2 separate regions of the Hordeum vulgare genome follow, and region 2 is linked to region 1. The links are chromatin contacts, called in public Hi-C maps. All regions are on one chromosome and are shown on one strand. Each heading gives the region's core, a stretch centred on a gene start, on an enhancer-like site or on the middle of the called end of the contact. The rest is flanking DNA. Distances are from core to core; before and after follow the strand shown.

What was found. Hi-C and Micro-C count contacts between places; a contact is called where the count stands out from the background.
Region 2: a Hi-C map of seedling shows a contact between it and region 1, with 3 times the contacts expected there. The contact joins the promoter of LOC123440335 here to the promoter of LOC123440285 in region 1. A contact is called at or near these places in 2 of 6 Hi-C or Micro-C datasets (leaf and seedling).

Annotation. Positions count from the first base shown.
Region 1 is chr1H:398,169,548-398,172,782 of MorexV3_pseudomolecules_assembly, reverse strand. It overlaps LOC123440285 (RNA-binding protein BRN1-like), which reads left to right and starts at 1,674. Exons shown (of 9, transcript XM_045116866.1): 1 at 1,674-2,098. The coding sequence starts at 1,855.
Region 2 is chr1H:398,684,901-398,688,135 of MorexV3_pseudomolecules_assembly, reverse strand. LOC123440335 (receptor-like cytoplasmic kinase 185) reads left to right here and starts at 1,723. Exons shown (of 5, transcript XM_045116910.1): 1 at 1,723-2,141. The coding sequence starts at 2,033.

The DNA.
Region 1 (3,235 bases), core at 425-2,924:
CGGCAACGAGATCCGTCCGAGGGGAAGGAGCGTGCACGACCTCGATGGTGATGGGGGGCAGCAAGGAGGTGTCCATGGCGACGAGTGACGGCCACGGAGGATGCACCGGAGCGTGCGGTGGCGAGGCAATGGTGGCGGTGGGTGGGGGAGCGGGAAAGGCCGTGCGGAAATGTCCCTCCCGCCAAATCTTGTTGCGGATAGGGGCTGAGCTCGGGTCGGCCTCCCAGCCCGTGAAACTAGAGGATGGGGGAGAAGTTTTGCCGCGCCCCGCAAAAATATTTGCGGGCCAGGGCGGGATCCGGGGTCTGATCGGACAGGTTTTCCCGCCCCGACCCGCACTTTGACAGTTATTTTTCTGGCTGGGGCGGGATGCGGGGTCTGCTAGAGTTACTTTTAGAGGAAGATCTCGGAGACCCCCAAAAATGCATACATGTACGTAACATTTTAACAATCGGCCAGGCGTGGAGAGGTTGTCACGGTAATTTGTTTTTTAGCACATTAGAGACGTCACCGACGCTACTCCTATGACCACCTTCGAAAGATTGAGTCGAGAGTCATCTGAAATTGACGAAATCATCACAGATGTTTCGTAGTCGATGAGAACATCTCCTTCACCGAACGCTCATCGCCGAAAGGCCTCAAATAAATTCGAAATAATACTACCATCAATGCCAAGTCTAGGACTTGAACTCTAATGGATTGGTTCCACTACAAGAAACCTAACTATCCGCGCTATGCTTGGTTCACGTCATAACAATTTATTGGTCATTTTACCTTCATACATACAAAAATGGGATGGAAGTCGTCTCAAATTTTGAATTGGGCCAGTCGATTTCTAGGATCAATTTGAGTCGTTGGATGACAAACGTATGTTGATGGTCACATCTTCTTCCTCCAACTATCGTCCTCTCGTTATGTCGCCGCTCGCGGGCGGCGACGCTCCCGTGTAGCCTTGCTGCACCACCCTCCCCCCAACTGTGGCCCACCACCATGTTGTCGACCCCTAGCCATCCCTCTACCCCCTGGCGCCGACGGAGATTTTCTCCGATGAAGTTGCAGCGCCGTCGTGTTATCACCCCACCTCCATCATTCACGGGTAGCCTGCCAGCGAGCTCCTTCCTTGAAAATCGACCGACCCAAAACCGAAAGACAATCGACAAACATTTAGCTATTGTGGCAAAAAAATATTGTTGTATGTGCATCAATTCACACTCTTCCCCTTTTTGTCACGATTTTGATGGATTTGCAAACTGTCGTATCATTTGAGGTACGAAGGTTTCTCTCGCATCTTTGATGAAAGAACTCTGGAAGTTTCTCCATTGTAGTTGAGTTTTACACGAGTTGACTTCGCCTAAATTTACCAAGTGGCAAACTCGGTCAGCAGTCAGCACACGTAAATCATCTTGACCTCGCCTAAATTTTAAACCAGCACTAAACATCATATAGTAAACAAAAATGGCTAATTCTACGCTAACTAACTGGAAAATATCCCTTTGGGTTAATTAATCTACATGCAAATCATTTACCTGCATTTTTCAAAAGAAAAGAAAAAAGAGGGAGGAGAGCAGAAGGAAAAAAAAAAGGAAGGAGGGAGGGAGGGAGGGGGGAAATCACACCACCTTGTCTTCCCTTCGCTGTCCCTCACTGCCAGCATACCATATCCATTGCTCGCTCCTCCCTCTCCTGTCCTAATTCACTACGCCGCTACTAGTATTTATTTACTATTAATTGCCCCGACTCCGTCTCCGTCTCCGTCTCCGTCCCCGTCCCCGTCCCCGCCTCCTCCACCGTCGCCGCCCAAATTCCCACGCAAACCCTAAGCCACCCAGCTAGCTCGACGCCCAGCCACGCCCAATGGCGGAAGACGCCGGCGACAGGGAGCAGCAGCAGCCCGCGGCGGCCGCGTGCGCCGGAGCAGTCGGAGCAGGACACGCCTGCGGGGAGGACGGGGGCGGCAGGGACGAGAGCTCCGTCAAGCTCTTCGTCGGCCAGGTGCCCAAGCTCATGACGGAGGCCGAGCTGGCCGCCATGTTCCGCGACGTCGCCATCGTCGACGAGGTCACCGTCATCCGCGACAAGGCCACCAAGGCGTCCCGAGGTCCGGATCCGTACGCCCCGCCCCGCCGGATTTCCCCCCCTCGCAATGCCGTCCCGCGCGTGCTTGCCTCTCTGTTGGTTTTGCTGGGTTTGGATCTGGGCGCGTTTCCCGTTGCTCGCGTTTTCTCCCTGCTCCCGCCCACGGCGGCCCCGGTGTGCCTCTGCTCGTGGCAATGCCGCCCGGCCACTTGAGCCGCGCCTGATTTCTGCTTCTTCCGGCCAAAAGTTCTCGCGCTCCGCTGGGAATTGGGTTTCTTCCTTGCCGATTCAGGCGCAATTGCGGCCGTTTTCGTGGGGGATTTTGTGCAAGGGCTGCGTTGAATTGCTAGCTTCTGCCATGGCGTGAACTCCCTGTGGAGAAAAGTCAAAACGTTTGCCCAGCTCTGCTTTATCCCGCGTTTTTTCACTTTGATGTTCTCATCTCGTATGTAGGAGCTCCGAGCCGCATCAGCTTCTCTGCTTCTCGGCCGCTCGAGCTCGGATTTTGTGCTGAATTAGTGGGGGTTTACCATCGCCAGTAAAATACTCCCGAGTTAGTTTTATGGGGTTGGATTGGTAAAATTTTTCTTTGCAGAAGTTTAGCTTTCGTTGACGTTGCTTCTCGTGTGTCTGTGTTTCGATCATGGGATGCGAATTTAGGTGTTTGGCCATGGTTAAATTTTTAGATGGATTGAGCTCGATTTTAAGCTGTCGATTGGACTCCAGCTATAAGCTGTCCTTGTTAGTTGTTAGTACAGATTCATTTCAACCAATAGCTGGACGAAGGCGCGTCTTCTCTGTACGTGCGATAGGCTGGATTTTAGGACCAGTGGAATTGCAATGTGTTTGTTGCTGTTTCGGTGGATTTCAGAATTTCATAGGCCCCATCAAGGAATTTACTCTCAGATGGTATTGAGAGGCTTTGCTCTGGATATTTTTGGCTATTTACCTTACAATTGTGCTCAGCCACTTACCCTACTATGAGATCGTGATTCAAGATGATGAAATCTGATGGTAACTATTTAGAACTTGTCGTAGGAGACACTTTCCTCTACCCCGAGCAATCAGTGCTTCTTCGTTTTGACTGGTTTGATTTGAATTATATCTGTTCCTGTTCGGAGGGATTGATTGTTTTGCTTTTACTGTCCCAGGAGTTTGA
Region 2 (3,235 bases), core at 474-2,973, 520 kb before region 1:
GGTGCGATGAGTTTCCCCCATCGGTTGATCCGACGATGGGGAATTTTTGCGCAGAATATACGCTGTTCAGGTTTTGGTCATAGATTGACGCCTCCATTGTTCCGAGCCGATCACATAGCGGACCTGTATTGGCCACCAATGTCGGTACTAAAGTCGGCTGATCTCGGGTAGGGGGTCCCGAGGTGTGGATCTGGGAACAATGGTAACATGAGACTTAGGGAGACGATGTTTACCCAGATTCGGGCCCTCTCGAAGAGTTAAAACCCTATGTCCTGCTTTGATTGTATTGATGATGGGGTATCGAGTACAAGATGATGATCTACCTCGAGATCGTTTGTGTAAGCTCTAAACTCTAAAGTGAGTAATTGTCCCCTGTAGGACCAAACCCCCAAACTTATGTAGATTCCCGGGGTACCTAGGTTACATGCTAGGTTTGTTACTGATATGCCGAATACAAAACTATCCTTGGAGTGTACATCAAGTCTTCGGCAGTTTCCATCTTATGCACGAGCAAGTCTTGATACTTCAACCGTCCTTTACGTGGTAGCTCGAGAGACCCTAGTTTGGCCCGTGTGGGCTAAACACCTCGGGCTGGTACCCCCCCTAGTCCGGGACACCCTTAGTGGTGCATCTTCTCCGACTCCGGCAACAACGACACCGACCCCAACCCAATGGACGGTGGGATGACAAGGCAAGATTGGCTCGACCTTGCCAATGGCAACGATGACGATGCTGAAGACTAGTTTAGTTTTAAGTTTATGTTTATGCTTAGTTTTAGTTTTAAGTTTAATTTTAGTTTAAATTTTGGTTGTCAAGACGATATTTTCAATTTTGGCTGTTTAAATCAGAAATAGGTTGAACTTTTATGTAAATTTAACTTTTACTCCGTTAAATATAGGGGATCGATTAGGTCTGGTCAAATATTAGTGGAATACAAATATTTTATCAATGGTTTACTTGGTTATATATAGGGGATCGGTTAGAGTTGTACTTCCTCCGTTCCTAAATACTCAATATGTTTCTAAATATAAGTCTTTTTAAAGATTTCACTAAAAGACTACATACAAAGCAAAATGAGTAAATATACATTCTAAATTATGTCTATATACATCTGTATGTAGTCTTTTAGTGAAACATCTAAAAAGACTTATATTTAAGAACGAAGAAAGTATTTGTTATTGAGGACAATAAATATTATGGTACAGAAGGAGTATGCTATACTACTTAACAACAACATAAAAACCAGATGCCATTTTAAATGCCGAACGAATTATTACCAGGTTAGCAAAATCAAAACTTCCAACGGTGGCTGGGTTTCAGATAACGTGTGAGATGGGAATGGGGCGAGTGTATGTGGAGACGGATGCTCTTTTGCTGAAGGAGGCCCTGGATGAAGACGGGACTGACCTTTCTTGTATTGGCATGGTGGTTGATCAACTGAAGGAATTCATTCGCTGTAATTTTATTGAATGTAGGTTTGTTTATTGTCCTAGAATTTGCAATCAGGTTGCTCATACTTTTGCTGCATGAGGTGTACTGATGGTCGGAGAGTCTGTCCGGACTCGATCCGTATGTATCCGGTTTAGTGGCGAGCGATTTGTCTTTGCTTCCTGTTTAATGCAATGCATTGATTCTCGAAAAATAAATAAATTAAAACTTGCGGATGAAAAAGAACCAGCGATTCAAATTTGCAAGTCGGGGAGGGACGGTGCATTCCACAGAGTTACTCTCTCTCCCTCTCCTCACTCCTCAGTCGGCCATGAGCTGACTTTTGCCCTCGGACCTCGGTCATCCTGTTCTCTCTCCTCGCTTTCTCTCTCTTGCCCGTTCTCCCAATAGTTCTGTCCCTGTCCCTCCCCCCAAATTCCCCGACCCACCGCTCCCAAATCCCATCCAAATCCCTCCACATCCTCCAAAGATCGGATTTTCGGAGTGCCTCCGCCCCCAGATCGGGGAGGGATCCCCGTTTCCTCTGGTGGGTCGGTCCCCGCCGTCCTTTTCTTGATCTTTTTCCTGGAGGGGAGGTTCTTGGATGGGGTGCCTGCCGTGCTTCGGGTCGAGCAGCAAGGGGGAGCCCGTCAAGAAGGGAACCGCGCAGAAGGACGTTCCGTCGGATCGCCGCGCCACCGGGGTCGGATCAGGTGTGGTTCTTGGGCGGAAGGCTGGATCTTGGGCTGGTTTATTTTTTGGGAAATGGTCCTTAATTTTCTCCGGTTTAATCAGCTGATGCTCACAGTGTCAAGATTTGAGTGGATCAGACTAAGAAATGTGCCAACCTCCCTTGTCCCCAGAAATCTTTTTAACACGTATTCCATGTAGTGGAAGCTTCAGATAGAGAGCAACGTCGTGTAGTATTGGGGGGATTTGTGTTCATGTTAGTGTATTTGATGGCATGAATTATTGCGGTATCTCTTTGCCTTATTTGAGGACTCTTAAGAGTAATGTTTTTGGATCGGTTGTATAGGTTTATTGCTTCTGGAAACTTACAAAACATAGAAGTGATGCACTTTGACTATATGTTCATGGACTGATGTGTGGTTATTTTATGATGATTACAATTTCCGACTCGGTAGAGTGACAGAAGTGCCATATGCTGAGGATGTCTGAACGTGCCTGCCTTATAAACTGTCTGGCAGGACATCTGTTGAGACTTAAGTCGTTTAATTAGATTATTACTTGGAATCCCCTAGGGACTACAAAATAAAAAGGATGGATGACTGAGGTTTAGCTCCCTTTAGGAAGTGCCTTTTATGTTTATTTCGTATGGTTAAATGTTGAACTTTGAAAGGATTCTTTCTATTTGACTCATTCTCTTAATTCTGTTAACAAACAAATTGGACACCAATGTTTGTTTTGAAAAAAGGTAGATGGTCCTGGTACAACCTCCAAACTGTATCAAAGAAGTGATAGATGATACTCCCGCCGTCCCAAAATTTAAGACCATTTTTGACATTATCATAGTGTCAATAATGATCTTACATTTTGGGACGGAGGGAGTACTTATTTTCCTCTCACTATGATAAACTTACCACCAAAACTATCCAAGAAGTACTGGTTTGTGATGGCCCTGATTTCTAATGCATTTTGGGACACTTAGCTAAGTTCTTTTGTAGTTTTTCTGGCATAATTATGTCTTAACTATCGCAACATCCAGCTTTGCTTGCAAGCCTGTGATTTTTTTACTAGCTCCATTAATGACTGGATTAAATGGTATTACACACTTCACCCCAGATAG